2 separate regions of the Muntiacus reevesi genome follow, and region 2 is linked to region 1. A link is a contact called in public Hi-C data. All regions are on one chromosome and are shown on one strand. Each heading gives the region's core, a stretch centred on a gene start, on an enhancer-like site or on the middle of the called end of the contact. The rest is flanking DNA. Distances are from core to core; before and after follow the strand shown.

Region 1 (4,536 bases), core at 810-3,309:
AAAGCAGAGACATTACTTTGCCAAGAAAGGTCTGTCTAGTCAAAGCTATGGTTTTTCCAGTAGTCATGTATGAATGTGAGATTTGGACTATGAAGAAGACTGAGGGTCAAAGAATTGATGATTTTGAACTGTGGTGTTGGAGAAGACTCTTGAGAGTCCCTTGGACTGCAAGGAGATCCAACCAGTCTATCTTAAAGGAGATCAGTCCTGGGTGTTCATTGGTAGGACTGATGCTGAAGCTGAAACTCCAATACTTTGGCCACCTGATGTGAAGAGCCAACTCATTAGAAAAGACCCTGATGCTGGCAAAGACTGAAGGCAGGAGGAGAAGGGGATGACAGAGGATGATATGGTTGGATGGCATCACCAACTCAATGGACTTGAGTTTTGGCAAACTCCGGGAGATAGTGAAGGACAGGGAAGTGGTGTGCTGCAGTCCAGGGGGTTGCAAAGAGTAGACAGGAGTAAGCGACTGAACAGCAACAACTCTCATTAGGGACTCCCTTTAAAAAAAATCTGTCCAGATAGTTTTGTCCTTAATCTAGGCCATCTATACTATATTAAAATCAAATTGTGACATAACTGTTTCACCTCACAATACACAGTTTGAGACAATAAGGTAAAATTCTACATCAAAACAAAAAACAGTCATAGTAAATTTCCTGAATAGCTAGCTGTCTTTGATTACACACACACACACACACAGACAATATGCCGCGACTTTGTAGATACATATCTTTATTTTTAAGGTTAATTTTGGATTTATAAAGAAGCACCTTTACACCTTTTGGGATATTTGATTTTGCAATAAATCTTCATCCTTTTATGAAGTGATGAAACATGGTCCACTTGAAAGTAGGAAAAGAACTATTAGAAGTTCTCATTCTGAAACTTGGTAGCATGAATCTTAAATTTAGCTAACTGAGAAAGAACCATTAAAAAAAGGTCTGGATTGTTCTAACAATTTCCTAGAATTTTAGACACAGTTTGACCTTTGACCTTAAATAGATTTCAATGTCAGTAAATAAAGGACGACACGCCTCTTTTTTACCTAGCTGTGCACAAAGGGCTATTATTACCGTGACTCAATGACACAATCCTGTCATTAACAGCTCTCAAAGCCAGAGTGAACACTCATGGGTTAAGCTTTATTTTCTAATTTTATGTTCAAAATACAATTTTGTTTTCTTTGGAATGCGCGTTCTACATTGGATCACTTTCTTCTAAAATCCCCGATTTATATGAGTTCTCAATCAATGGCCTAATTTTTAGATGACATCTTTAGGCTCTGATTTCATCAACACAAAGACAAGTCCGACAGGATGTTGGGCTGACGCTACCATCCTATGTAAACATCCCAGGCATTTTGACTCCGCGTCGGACACTCATTGTTTTTGTTTTCCGTTTCGTCAGAAGATTGGCCACAGTGTCCAGGCGGTGCCTGCACGTGTCTGTAAGCCTTTATGAGCGTTCTCGATCCGAAAAAGCATAGAGGCGGGACCTGGATGAACCCTGGACACCGGCAGGTGAGGCCTCACCCGAGACTCCGACAGAGGCCCCCTAGTGGGCGGGTTCGCCGAGACCCAGCGCTCGGGCTGCCTGGCGGAGAAAGACCCCGGCGTCCCTTACAAGAGACCGGCGCCTCAAGGGCAGCCCGGAGGGGGCGTGACCGGCTAGAGGGGGCCGGGCCGGCGGGCGGAGGCGGGCTCTTCGGGGGCAAGGCAGAGGCGGGGCCGGAAGACAGAGGCGGGGCTGGGAGGAAGGGGGCGGAACCAAGTGAAGAGGAGGGATTCGAGGGCGGAGGAGGGGCCGATGGGCGGGGCGGGGCCGTGGGTGGGGCGGGGCCGGCGTGTGGAGGAGGGGCCGCAGGTGGAGGAAGGGCCAGCGGGCGGGGCGGGGTCGGCGGAGTAAAGCCAGCCCTGCGGGGCGGGGCCGCGGTTGGAGGAGGGGCATCCCGGCGGGGCGGGGCAACGGGCGGGGAGGGGCGCGGCGGGTTGGTGTGGGGGCGGGGCCCAGGAGGGCGGGGCCGCCGGCGGAGGCGTGGGCAGCCGGGTAGGGCGGAGCCGGCGGGCGGGGTCGGGATCTCCCGGGCCGCAGTTGCTGGCTGGTCAGCTCGCTGAGGCCCCGCGTAAGACCATGTACTGGCGCCGCGCAGCGCTGGTGGGGCCTCGGCTCGTCCGGGTCAGGAGCAGCTCAGCGGGCCGGCTTGAGGGGCCAGTGGGAATTTCGGGTTCCGGGTAAGCGGCTCTGCGAGCAGCACGGGCTGAGCGTGGCTGTGCGGCCTCGCCGGGGTCTGGACCTAGCGGTGGGCTGGGGCGGCTTCTTCCCGGGCGCCCGGTGCACCCCGAGTCGATCGAGCCGCTAAGGCGCCTCGGAGGGCGGGAGGCCGGGAAGGAACCAGGAGAGAAGGAGCCTTAAGCGCTCTTGGCGATTTCCGGACCACGTGATCTTCAGATTGCACAAGCCTAAGTCTTGCTGGCTTGACTAGTAACCTCCTCGGTTACTAGATAAAATACAAGATGCCCTAATAAATTGGTATTTCAGATAAACAGCGAATAATGGTTTGGTTTAAGTATATTCCAGATATTGCACGAAACATACGTAGGCTAAGCAGTTATTCGCTGTTTATCTGAAATTCTAATTTTACGGAGCGATCTGCATATCATTTGCTAAATCTGGCTCCTGCGGCAGGAAGTGGAAGTGGTGTCGCCTCTGGCTCCAGCGAGCTCAGTGAACACCCGCGGCCCGCAGGCCTGCGTTGCTAGACCGCCTCCTCTCTGCCGGCCTCATCCCGCGCGGCCGTTCGGGACTGTCCTACCAGCTCGCCTGTCTGTACACCCATCCCTCTGTCTGGGACGTTATTCCTAACTCCTCGATCTGTTAACTTCTGCCAGTTTTGCAAGACTCGAGGAGCCCCTGATTAACCTTCTCTGCTAAACTAGAAACCCCCTCCAGAAAGTGCCAATCACATAGTGTAACTATTTGACAAATCTTGGAGGTCCAGTGGTGTTTTTACAGTGATAATATCCCTGCGGTATTTCAGCCCTTTGCCTGCTTAGCACATAGTAGGTGTTCCATAAACGTGGCATGGCTAGTGGCTACTTCATTAATGGAAAAGAGAAACGTGTATTGAACAACTTACTTTCTTGCCTAGAATTGGAGAAAAGTGCCTTCCAGCAACTTTCTCTTTTCTTTGGCAGGGAAGGTGATGTTTCAGAATACACCTTCCACCTCCTCTTAGTACATAAGGAAATATGGTCTTAGGAAAGTTCCACTAGAATTCCTGCTTCCAGAGTAGATGCAAATAGTAGGTGGTTTGGGAATGCTAATTAAGTGTTGGAACTGATATGAAAAGGATGTATTCTCTTAGTTGATAAGACAGATGGATGTGTTGTTCCAGCACAACTTAGGTCCTACTTAGGCCCACGCCTTCATCCCTTAACCTCCATTTTCTTTCCTGAAAGCTAGATAGTAAAGGATGCAGGCCTTTGTTATATTAGTAAACAAATACTTTGACAATGCTATTTTGTACTGATAGCAAGTAAAACTTTTCTCTTTCATATGTTTGGATATATATTTGCATATTGGGTTTCTCTGAATGGATCTCATCTGATATATTGTCCTTAATGTTTAACTTCACTGCTCTTTAAAATTCATTTTAGGATGGGGAACAGCACATCGTCATCTTTGGGAAACGCAGCAGCTGCTCCTGTGAATCAGATCCAAGTGAGTGATGGGGGACATGTAGGAAAAAACTTTCCTTGGTGGAAATAGAATTGTCTTACATATTTAATATGCTTATCCAAACTTGACATAGTCTAATAACTTAATTACTAAGTTAATGTATTTTTAAATCTGCTGTCAAAATCATGCATGTTACAAAGAAATTCTGGATCATTTTCTTAGAATTTATGTGATTTATTCTTTTTCTGGCCGTGCCAAATTGCTTGTGGAATTTTAGTTCCCCAATCTGGAATTGAACGTGTGCCCTCTGCAGTGGAAGCACAGAATCCTAACCACTGAACTGCCAGGGAAGTCCCTATGAGGTTTATTCTTAACGGTGCCTTCGCTCCTCTAAGTTGGGTCTATGAGGTTGACTGCTCTTTCCGTCTTACCCACCTCAGGTTTCCTGTTGTTACTAGTCAGGGTGCCTTAGCCAGGCATAGTGTTCGTTTCTGCTCTGGGAAGCTGTTTTTCTAAAACACAGAATCTAGTTTGCAGTAGTTATTGTAGGACTGATCCTCTCAAGGATACTGTCCTGCTGTGTTCTCTTGTCTTTCTCTTGCTTGAACTGCAAAGCCCAGTTAAGTCTGCCTCAGAAAATTCCTCTTGTATGTGTTTTTCTACCCTTGTAGCCTACAGGACATATGTATTTCTCTGTTCCTCACCACCAGACACCACTACACACAAACATTTCTGCCTTTGGTTTACTTGACTACAAAAGTATTCACTCACAGCTGCTGAATATACCAGTAACATTGGAGACCTGTAGTGAGGGATTGCTTCTTTTAAAATAAGAATAGGAAACCATGAGGA
Region 2 (4,536 bases), core at 810-3,309, 280 kb after region 1:
GCCAGCCAGAATTCAATATTTTCTTCACAGAATTCAGATTTTAAAAAAGCCCTGAATGCAGCAAGACCATCTGGGGGAGGGAAGGAGGAAAGCATGCAGAAATTGCATTGAGTGTCCAAATAATCCTTTATGTGTTTTCCTAAAACTCCCACTCCCCTGGCCCCGTATTTTCCTATTGCCAGATGGCAGCAATTTTCTCGATTTTACTCAAACCTGTAATCCTCAAAATTTAGCACTTTAACGACTAAGATGCCAGTCAGCAAAATACATAAGTTGGCACACTACTACAAAAATATAATAACTTAGCTTTGCTGTTAACACAACTTATAGGGGAGGATAAGTTCTTTGGGAATGAAGCCTCTTGAAAACATTGTTTGCAATGGAAAAGCTGACTCAACCTTAACACACAGCAACTGCCATTAAAAACTGGGGCTATTTCCCCCCACTCCCCACTTATAGTGAAAAAGCCATGCATTTCCCTGGTTAATCACTGGGAAATAAAGGAGAAAAATAGGTCCCATGTTACAGGGATTGTAAAGTCAAACTCTCCTTGGGCAAGCTGCTCTTTCTGTGTGGACACAGCCTTTCCATACTCTCCTGATACTTGAGATGGATCAAATTCAAGAGGTTAACTTACATTTACTGGCTAGCAGCTCATCAAATGCTTCTGACCACAGCTGGGCTTCCTCGGGAGAAGGCCTGCAAGAGAAGATCTGCACATCAGCTCCTGCTAGTCAGAGGTTCCCTCTTCAGCTCAGCAGTGATCTGTGCATGTCAGCAAGTACAAGATTTTCAACTTACTTGATGAAGGTTTGCTGTTTGCTTTTCTTGCCAGTTTTGGGCTTCCCAGGAGAGGAGGAATTTTGCAAGAAGTAACTCAAACGGCTCTTCCAATCTTTTAATCTACAATAGAAAAAAAAAAAAAAAGATACTTAGTGGCAACACTTGAAATTGCCACTGCAGCTGAAGGCATTTTTACCAAATAAAGTTGCCCCCAGTAGATACAGACAAGCCAAATAAGACAAAACAACTCCTCCAGTCAGTCTTACTCCTTTAATCCAGCATCTGAGTACTCAACACACTAGTTTCATCCACTCATCTGAACCTAATTACTAGTTTTATAAGTAAGGATAGGACGACCTACAATTATAGGGTATTTTAATGAATTTAGTTTGCATAGTTCAAAGGCAGATACTATTTCTGGCCCACAAAAGGCAGCCAGTTTTTCTGCAACGGTTAATTACAATTCTGAGACATTTCACACTTGAGAAAGCCCACAGTGGACCTGCCCTGAGCCAGCCCATGTTCGTTTTCCTTCTACTTTCAGAGCAGGAGGCTCGGGACCACCCGAGAAGCTGAGCACAATAAGGTGTGTGTGCGAGATTGACCGCCGCCTCCCCCAAATGCAGCACTCATTTTAAGAAGGTGATGCAGAACAATTATTTGTTCCACACTCTTGAGTGGGTGAGACTTGCTGTTCAGTTAAAAAAAAAAAAGTATATCTAGAATCAGCAAAAATATCTCCATACCAGCAGTCGTGTAAGCAGATCAAAATTTACAGTGCCTCTCACGAAGGCCAGGGGCGTGTGGCCGCAGGATTCTCCAAAGTCATTTTCGATGCAGGGAGACAAAAAGCCAACCCGCATCTATCTCCGCCCCTGCATCAAGAATTTTCTGCAGTTTCTAAACTCTACCCGAGCCCTTCGATAAACACCTACACCACACAGATTTAAACGTAACTTAACAAATTAACCTTTTACACACACACACACAATTTTCTTTTTCTTTTTTTCCTGCAGAGACGCAGGCGGGCTACCCAGTTCCCATAGCCGAAGCCCAGCGCCAGTGTACCCCGTTTGCAGCCGCCCGGGACAGCTGGGTCCGTAGGGGCGGCCAGTCAGGGAGGAAGAAAGCCGCACTCACAGGGTTCGCTTCATCTTCTCTCGCTTCTCCTCGTTCTTGGGCCCGGTGCCAGCGCTTTTGTCCATGGGTCCGCAGTCGTGCTGGACAGCCAGGAATAGAGCACTTTGCATTATCGCCTTGCACCTGGGAACGCCGTTCTGGGGGGGCCCAGGCGCCGGCACCCGTATTTATAACAGGCGGTGGCGCGGAGGCGGGGCTTCACGGCACCGGTCCCGCCCTCGGAGGGCGCCGATTGGCCGACGGCGGCCGCGGGCCGCTCGGTCACGGGCGCCGCCGAAGGGTCTGGAAGCCGGGGCTCCGCTGACGTCCGCTGCCCTGGCGTCGTGCGCTGTCGGGCCAGACGCCCTGTGCGGGGTCAGAGAAAATTCCCCTTTGAACGGTCGCGAGCGACCTTTGCCCAGTCGTGGCGGCTTGCCGTGGGGTCGCAGGGCCGTGGCGGGCCGGGCGCCAGGTTGACTGCCCGCGCGGCGGGGGCGCTCGCTCCCCGCCTCTTCCCTCATTCCCTTCCCCGCGCTCCAGAGCTCCTGACCCCAAAGGGAGCCGTGATTCCCAGCAGGTAAAGGTTGCTTATTGGGAAGCCGAATGCAGTAACCTTATTTTGAATTAGGTTTACAAGGGAATGTGGTTTTGGAGCACAAGTCCTCGCTCCGCGCCTCTTTTCTTGATCTGGGAACTGACCCTCACCTGTTCTTCTTTGAGACGCCTTTTGATTTGAGGAAGGAAACGGAACGGGAGGAACAATGACAGTCCAGGGGCAGTGGTGTGATCTGCTCTGCCCTGGAGCCCTGTGGGGGAATATGCACATTGGTCAGGGAAGGGAGAGGAGTGTGCGGTTATGATTACCAGCAGGCTCGTGGCTGGGTCGGTCCGTGGGGTTGCAGATTTATTTCTCAGGAGTCCTTGGCAGCCTCTCCTTCCAGAACAGAAAAATCACAGCTCTTCTTAACAGGGAAACACCAAGAGTTCGCAGCTATCATGCACCAGAATCATTTTAGTGTAAAAGAGCAAACATGCAGGATTTCCTCCTGAGTCACTCTTAGTTTGCTTAGAATTTGCCAGAACACTTTAATTGGCAAAAAAGAGGTGGGGGTGGAGGGAGGGAGGCGTTTACAGCTTCTTTGAATAAGCTTAATATCTTGATTCTTCAGAAATCATCTTGCTGTAGCAGGATTTAAGTGGTTTGATTGGTAAGGGTAAGTAGATAACCGCCGCTCCAAAGTGACTTGATTTCATATACCATTATTAGAATTGTACAGTGGAATATTAAGGTGTTTTTTCCTGAAGCATCTAAGTAGGCAGATTAACAGCAAGGTTTTTGTTGTTCAGTCCCTAAGTCATTTCTGACTGCAGTCCCGTGGGCTGCAACTTGCCAGGCTTCCCTGTTCTTCTTTATCTCCTGGTATTTGCTCAAACTCATGTCCATTGAGTCGGTGATGCCATCTAATCATCTCATCCTCTGTCACCCTCTTCTCTTCCTGCCCTCAGTCTTTCCTAGCATCAGAGTCTTTCTCAGCCAGTCTGCTCCTAGCATCAGGTGGCCAAAGGATTGGAGCTTCAGCATCAGTCCTTCCAATGAATATTGAGGGTTCATTTCTTTAAGGGTTGGTCGCTGGTTTGATCGCTTTGCTGGGAGACTCTCAAGAGTCTTCTCTAGCGCAACGATTTGAAAGCAGCAGTTCTTCGGTGCTCAGCCTTCTTTATGGTCCAACTCTCACATTCATACATGACTACTGGAAACACCATAGCTTTGACCCTAGGGATCTTTGTCAGCAAAGTGATGTCGCTGCTTTTTAAATACAGGTTGCAAGTATGTTCTCCACTTTGTATTAGAGCTGTTAAAAGAAAATTGGAACTAATTTACCGTATTCTTATGATGAGCTGCCAGTAGTTGGAGCTCCAAGTTTGACTTGGGGAGTAAAACCTACAGTTATTACTAAAGAGAACAGCCCTGTACTCGGTTACAAAAGGAAAAATCACTTAGATTTCAGTAATAAATATTTGAAAACAAGTTTGTGAAATGTAAGAATGTAATTTTTCTCAAGCATATGCTCTTCATCTCAAAAAGAACTTTGCATATTTCCTACAGCCATTTTCACTTTCTGATGATTAAGTACTTATTTGTTAAATATGTGTAATATGTAAACATTTGCTTTTCTTTCTAGTGTAAACGTCAGTATATTTTTGACTTAGAATTTTGGATGGTAGAATTCACTCATAGTGGAAAACAACAGGAGTTCTGACAAAGAGGCAGCAAGGAGAGCTGGGCTTGTGTCAGGAAACCTAGTTAGAGTCTTGGCTTCACTGTTAAATACTAAGTAACTATTAGGATAGTCCCATCCCACCTCCTAAGCACCAATGTCTCATCTTTAGTAAGAGTAATGTGTCTTTCTTGTCAACCTTATTGGATATTATGTGAATCTTTCATGAAAGGCCTTTGTAAATTTTAAAGTATTGTACAAAAATTTGTCTTTCTTAATTTGCATATGTAGGGAAAAGGAAATATCTGAAGCATAGTTATTCCAGGTAGAAAAATCATTAAAAGATTAATTCAGAGTTAAGTTATAAATGTTAAGTACTGTTAAAATTGAAGATAATGTCACAGCTTCGTAGAAT

What was found. Hi-C and Micro-C count contacts between places; a contact is called where the count stands out from the background.
Region 2: a contact with region 1 is called in a Hi-C map of blood, with 5 times the contacts expected there. The contact joins the promoter of RGS2 here to the promoter of GLRX2 in region 1. A contact is called at or near these places in 2 of 3 Hi-C or Micro-C datasets (blood and muscle).

Annotation. Positions count from the first base shown.
Region 1 is chr5:59,890,198-59,894,733 of mMunRee1.1, forward strand. It overlaps GLRX2 (glutaredoxin 2), which reads left to right and starts at 2,060. Exons shown (of 5, transcript XM_065938323.1): 1 at 2,060-2,237; 2 at 3,663-3,726. The coding sequence starts at 2,137.
Region 2 is chr5:60,173,529-60,178,064 of mMunRee1.1, forward strand. RGS2 (regulator of G protein signaling 2) reads right to left here and starts at 2,060. Exons shown (of 5, transcript XM_065936712.1): 1 at 1,924-2,060; 2 at 802-903; 3 at 638-699; 4 at 1-70. The coding sequence starts at 2,033.